Regions from separate parts of the Sus scrofa genome. Here region 2 is linked to region 1. Evidence: chromatin contacts called from public promoter capture Hi-C data. All regions are on one chromosome and are shown on one strand. The core of a region is the stretch at or near the end of the contact, and the rest is flanking DNA. Distances in the headings are between cores, read along the strand shown.

What was found. Promoter capture Hi-C pulls out the DNA fragments that hold promoters and counts their contacts.
Region 2: a contact with region 1 is called in a promoter capture Hi-C map of liver, with 2.5 times the contacts expected there. The contact joins the promoter of ALDH4A1 here to the promoter of MRTO4 in region 1. A contact is called at or near these places in 3 of 5 promoter capture datasets (fetal liver and liver), 16 of 47 Hi-C or Micro-C datasets (alveolar macrophages, blood, embryonic fibroblasts and 11 more) and 2 of 2 datasets of contacts at active chromatin or transcription factors (alveolar macrophages and skeletal muscle).

The regions. Positions count from the first base shown.
Region 1 is chr6:77,746,295-77,749,695 of Sscrofa11.1, reverse strand. MRTO4 (MRT4 homolog, ribosome maturation factor) reads right to left here and starts at 1,897. Exons shown (of 8, transcript NM_001243715.1): 1 at 1,827-1,897. The coding sequence starts at 1,854. It also overlaps EMC1.
Region 2 is chr6:77,402,106-77,405,506 of Sscrofa11.1, reverse strand. It overlaps ALDH4A1 (aldehyde dehydrogenase 4 family member A1), which reads left to right and starts at 1,492. Exons shown (of 16, transcript NM_001252213.1): 1 at 1,492-1,554. The coding sequence starts at 1,493.

The DNA.
Region 1 (3,401 bases), core at 648-3,147:
CGCATAGAGACCATCTATGGCTGGTCTGTGGTGTGGAAGGACAGTCTGGGGACAGGATCTCTGTACACCTTGTCCTACAGTCTGGATCTGTGGATGCAGCCGTGCCTCTCTAGGGAGGGACAAGCAGCTCTACTCTGACAACAGCTGGGGCCCAACTTGCCCCTTACCTGGAAGGGTTTGGCATTTGCCAGATCTGACCAGGGTTCCTGCCACAGAACCTAGTCATTTCACAAACTCTTACAGAGAATCAAAGGCCAAGTCGTGGTTCTGGGAGGAGGCCACCTCTTATTCATCTTACCTGGCACTCCCAATCCCTCTTCACAAAGCACACATCCAAAAAGGGAAACACACAGGTCAGGGGCAAATGCAGTGTAGGAGCGTAAACAAAACACAGCTGTCCATTTCCCAACATTTCTACTGCTACAACTGTGGACCAAGCCAGCATCGCACTCTCTAGGATTACTGCTGGTCCCACTGCTTCCACCTTCGCCCATCGCCCCTGCCTTCCCTGGTCTATCCTCAACAAAGCAATAACTAGGGTGATCTTTCTACTTTTTATTTGATTTTTTTGGAACACATGGAGGTTCTCAGGCTAGGGGTCAAAGTGGAGCTGCAGCTGCCGGCCTTCGCCACAGCCACAACACCAGATCCAAGCCCTGTCTTCGACCTACACCACAGCTCACAACAACGCCGGATAGTTAGCCCACTGAGTGAGGGCAGGGATTGAACCCGCATCCTTGTGGATACTAGTTGGGTTTGTGACCCGCTGAGCCACAGTGGGAAGGCCAAGAGTCATCTTTTTAAGAAGTGTAGTTACACCCCATCATTCCTCCGCTCAGGCTCTTGTCTCCCATTTGACACAGGTGTGAAAGCTGATTCCTTGTAAAGGCCTTTCAAGCCCTGTACACTCGCCCAATTCTCTCTTCCTCCTTTTAGCTCACTCTGCTCCAGCCACACTGGCCTCTAGACCTTAGAACACGTTAAACACGCTCCCACCTCAGGGCCTTTGCACTTCGTGTTCCTTCTCCTTGGAACACCATCCTCGCAGGTAAACTCCACGGGTTGCTTATTTCTTTTCTTTGGGTTTCTGCTCATCTGTTCCCTCAACAGAGACCTTCTCTGGTCACATTGTACAAAAGAGTATCAACCTCTCTTTATCTTACTTTTACTCTACAAAACTCATTACAACTTAAATTTATTGATCCGGTTTTTGGTCTTTTGGGAGGTTATGCTTCCCTTAACTAAAACGTTAAGCTGGCTGAAGGCTCTAGGCCTTCCTTGTAACTGCTGTATCTTCCAACGCCTAGAGAGTACAAGGCTCTAATTTGTTGAACGAATATGCTAGACAGCCAAGGTGAAAAAGACGCACCACGACAAAGGAAGGTGTCCTACAGACTGCCATCTGAGAAAGGCAGCCGCACAAAGAACGGCACACAAGCCTGCCAGGCAGAAGCAACTTCAAGCACATACAAGCGACCAGGGTTGGGGGGGAGCGCGGAGGGCTTAAGAGAGATGGGCTGCAGTAGAAGCGAGATCGGGTGGTGCCCGGGTGTTCAGAGGCTGTTTCCCGGCCAGTCGGCCTTGGAAAAGCTCTCAAGGCCAGGCAAAGCAGTCTCAGCTCCCTGCCTAGACCAGGCTCCAGCCTCCTCCGAAGCTTCCCATGCTCCCGCCGCCCGGAAGCCCCCATCCATCCCAGCTCGCAGCGAGCCAGCGGAGTTCCTTGCGGGCCTCCCGGCGTCCCTCTCCGTCCCCCCCACCAAAGCCCCCATTGTAGCTGACAGCCAGCCTACGAATTCCCCACCGTTCCCAACGCCCCTTTTGCCCACCTTTCTTGTCGCGCTTGGATTTGGGCATCGCGTCGCAGCCACGTGCGGCGGAAGGCGGTGCTGCCTGCTAGGACCCCGGTGGCGCGGGGGCCTCTGGGATGGCCTTCGGGGGCTGCCCTCGCGCGTGCCTGAACCAATCTGCGCGGCGGCCCGCCTCTCCCTGCCGCCTGCACGCTTTCCTGTGTTTCCAAGGCGACTTCTCACGCAGGTTGGGGATCCCCGAGTCCCGAGCGTCCCACCAAAGGCTGTGCTTGCGGCCCCAACTCTATGGTTCCTCGGGGGCCTGCGGACCGGTGCATGCCGGGCCGGCGGTGGGCGGGGCCCGGGCTCCTATCATGGCGGCGGCGGTGGCGGCGGCTGCTTCCCGATTCTGGCTGTGGGCCGCCCTGCTTATCCCTGCGGCCGCGGTCTACGAAGACCAAGTGGGCAAGTTTGACTGGTGCGTACGTGGGGGGCCTACTTGGAGGTGTGGGGCTATTTGCATACCTGTCTTCTGTCTAAAAGGAGGGCAGTAGCATGCAGCAGGGCCAGCTACATAACTTTGGGGCCCAGTGCAGAATGAAATGTAGCACCTCTTGTTCAAAGATTAAGCGTTTTAAGGTGGCGACGGCAGAGCATTAAACCAAGAGTTGGAGACCTTTCTGTGCCAGTCCCTGTGCGACGGTACAGGTCACTAGCCCGTGAAGTGAGCTCTGCCATCCGGGTATGCTTGGGGTTCTGGTCAGAGGTCACTCTTCTCCTCCCCCATCAGGCCTCATTTCTGTGACTGTCAGGTTTCTGATTTACTGGGTTTCACACGAAGACAGCCCACCCTTCTAGCTCAACTCTTCCACGGGCTCAGAACAGGACCGCCCAAGACTCACATCAGCTAGGTGTCATTCATTCGCTCTCTTACTGGCTTACTCACCCATTTACTCTTCCTTCATTCACTCATTCGCTCATTTTCATTCATTCACTTACTCTTCATTTATTCATTCATTCACTCACTCGCTCACTCACTGACCCAGCCACCCATCCCTTCCTTAACCCCACGGAGTTTGCTCACTTCTGCGTGAATGTCAGTTTGCTACTGAAGGCTGTACAGTCTTAGGAAAATGACTTAACCATTCTGTGTCTCAGTTTCTTTATCTGTAAAATGGGTTTGCTAGTTTCCTAACAATTACCTTCTGCAATAGTTGTGAGGATGAATAAGATAATTCCTTTAAAGTACTCTCAGCAGAGTGCCTGGCTCATTGAGTACAAACAGTATGTTCCCAATTATTATTATCATTATTATTAAGGGGACACTTTAATCCTTCTGATTACTCCTTCGTGGCTCTTCTTTGAAGTCTTTTCTGGACCAATTGATTTGCATATTTATTGAGTGCCTGTATGGGCCAATGGTTGTCCTAGACGTTGTGGCTACAGAGACGGAAAGGAGCTCAGTCTAGGGGGCCAGGTATATAAGTATGTGATATAAGACAGTGTGTCAAATGCAACATAAATCACATATTTAATGATGTGAGCAGATGCTCACAATATAATATGTATGGTTGACTCCTGAAGAACACAGGGGTTGGGGGGGGCAGACACCCT
Region 2 (3,401 bases), core at 243-2,742, 340 kb after region 1:
ACTCTAAGTTCCCCAAAGTGCCTGAAAGAGTGTGACTTTCTGAAGAAAGAGGAGTAGCATGAAATAATGAGGGCATCCTAAGGTGGATATTATTACCCCCATTTTATAGACATGGAAACAGGCTCAGTAAGGTTATGTCTTTTGCCAATGACAGGGATAAACTACCATGAGCTTTGGAACTCTAATGACTCCTCAGCGGGTTCTGGGTACACTCTGCTGGAAAACATTTAAACAGATACATTAGAAGAATGCATTAGAAAAACCATAACAGCACTTTAGGAATAGAATGCGCCCTTAAGATTCTGTCCTCAGGAAGACTTCAGAATCCCAGTATTAAATAACGTTCATCACGGAAGTTCCCGTTGTGGCTCAGCGGTAAGGAGCCCGACCAGTATCCATGAGGATGCAGATTGGATCCCTGGCCTCGCTCAGTGGGTTAAGGATCCAGCGTTGCTGTGAGCAGTGGTGCAGGTCGTAGGTGCAGCTCCGATCCCACGTTGCTGTGGCTGTGGGGTAGTAGGCCGGCAGCTGCAGCTCTGATTAGACCCCTAGCCAGGGAACTTCCACATGCCGCGAGTGTAGCCATAAAAAAGACCTAAGTGAATAAATAAATAACGTTCATCAGGCAAACAACTTCTCCAAGAGAAAAATTGAAATTGTGCTCTAGGTTGCAAAAATAAAGGCTTTGAAGGACAGCCTGAGCATAGGATGGCTCGGGTTTTATCTTCTTTTGATCGTAATCTGCAACGAAGCAGGCCGATTTATCTAAGCTTTAGGCCACAGGAAGCTTTTTGGGTGGCCCCGCTACAGGCCCGGAGATGGAGAGAGAGGGCGGCTGGGTGCCAGCCAGGAAGCCAGAACTAGGGACAGCAGGCTCATTCCAGGGGCTGCAGCCTCTGAGTAGAGGCAGGGGGCTGGCTGCAGAGTGGCCTTGCAGGGTCAAGAGTCTATCGTCCACAAATCAAGGGCAGCTAGAGTGGTGGGGCCGGGACTCAAGCAGCACCTGACCCACAGACCCGCGGTCCTTCCGCTCCGCCTCACACGTGCTCCACTCCCGCTTTTTCATTGGCTGTTTCAGCCCCTCTATCCCGGCCTAAGAAGGCTGCAACATGACCACACCTCTGATTGGTCCAGGAGCTCCCATGTGTCACTCTGATTGGTCGGTGGAGCTCACTCCCTCTGGCCCTCGGCCCTTTTGGAGGCCGGCTGGGTCAAACCATAAAGAGGGGAGGGGGAAATATGAACATTTCAAGGATTCTCTTTTGAGTTATTTTGTTCTTTGTCATATAATACTCTTTATAATGCCATGAAAAGAGAATTATTTTGTTAGTAGAAGGTAAATATAGAGATATTTCTGTAGAGCTCTACTTTGAGGACGGCCGGAGTGATAGGTTCTCCCCTATGTTCGAGGTGGTGCGCTCCGGGCGGGGCCGCGCCTTCTCTCAGCTCCGGGGGCGAACGGTCCAGCGAGCAGCCGCGCCTTGAGCTCGAGATGCTGCTGTCGCTGCCCGCGCTCCGCCGTGCCCTGTTGGCTCGCCCCTGGAGGGCGGCCGGGTGAGTGAGCACCGGGCCTGGGGAAAACCCTAGCGGCACCTAATGGCCGAGGGTCCCGGGGTGGGGGTGGGGGGTGGGGTCGCTGGGCGCCTCCCGGTGCGGGACTCCCTCCTTGCCAGACCCTTGCCGGTTTTCCCAGGGGCTCTCCTCCGGCGGGTGACACTTCCTCAGGTGCCGTCCGACCGCTGCCTAGGCCTTCCTCCCACTGCGATCTCCCCGTCTCCCAAAGGCGGTCGCCTTCCTTCATCGAGGGGCATCCCCTTCCTGAGTCTTGCAGCGTGTTGGTGTAGCTCGGTGCTCTTGTGGCTCCCTCGCTTAGAGTTTAGCCTCCAGTCACTCTTCTTTCTCCTGGTATTGGGTCTTCGAAATTTGCACACGGCCGGAGTTTTGTGGCTTCCTCTGAGGGCACCTCTATTTTTAGCACACCCCGCTTCTTAGCTCCGCACCCTCTGTCTTACATTCAGGACCCATCCTCGGGCTTCTTTGGGTCCTTTCTCCGTCTACGAGCATTTCTATTTCTCGCTTTTCTTTTTCTCCTTTTTTTCAAGTCAAGTGTTGGGGAGAAAGAAAAGGAGACCTTTTGGATTTTTTTCCTGATAGGTGGAACAATAATACTTACGGGGTGTGTATAGAATGCCAAACCTGTGCTAGGTCCTTGGGGCATGTGCCTTACTGTGATGGTGAATAAATGCGTTAGTACATGTAAAGTGCAGTGAACAGTACCTGGCACCTAGGCAGTGCCCAGTTACTATTAACCACGATCATTATTATCACTCATGTTTAACCTTCTCCTGGGTAGCTGTTATTCCAAATTACAGATGAAGAAACCCGGGTGTAGTTTCAGAGTGGAGCTGCCCTACAAATCCAGGTTTGCAAATCCCCACGCTGTGGAGTTGGGTTCCTGGACCCTTGCCCACTCAGTGATACCTGTTCTCAGAGCCCCTTTCTGCCCTTGGTCTTGAGGAGGGTATGGGTAGAGCACAGATCCTGCCCCAGAGAGGCCCATAGACTGGTGAGGCTGCATGCACCCTTTTGGACCCGAGTTTCTGCTGGTCTCTGTTTCAGAGCTGGGCAGCTCCTGCCCCCAGTTTGCGTTTTGTTTGCCCGACCCCTAGGACTGTGGCCAGCCCTGTCTCTCCTGCTGGCTCAGCCATGCCCGTTCGGAGTTAATCAGTGTCCCAAGGGATAGTGCTGTGGTGCCCTGGGCATGGATGAGTTTCAGCAGGGCAGCGTATTCTCTGGGAGTGGGGAGAGGTGGAAGACAGGGTAGAGAAGGGGACATGGAAGAGAAGGGCCCTTCCAAACCAAGACCAGGGGCCACGCTCACCAACGTGATCCCATTTGTTGGCCTCTCCCTGGACTCTGAGACTACCCATCTCAGACCCTAGATGAAAGCTGCCTAGATTCACGTGTTTACTGATTACCCACGTGTGCAAGTGCTGTGCTAGACATTGCAGGGAGGGGTACCCAGGGGATTTGCTTGTGGATGGGGGCCCTCTAAGAGTTTTCAGTTTAATGGGGAAGAGAGCCTTAGGCAAAACAAACAAACAAACAAACAAAACACTCAAAAAATCCTCTAATATCTGGTAGAAAGAAATCCATATTCTGGAAAAAACAAAAAAACACCCCAAAACTCTGGAGTTTCTGTCATGGCTCAGTGGAAATGAATCTGACCAGCATCCATGAGGATGCAGGTTCAATTCCTGGCCTCGCTCAGTGGGTTAAGGATCTGGAGTTGCTGGGGCTGTGGTGCAGGACAGCAGCTACAGCTCCAATTTGACTCCTAGCCTGGGGACCTCCATATGCTGTGGATGTGGCCCTAAAAAGACAAAAAACAAAAACAAAAA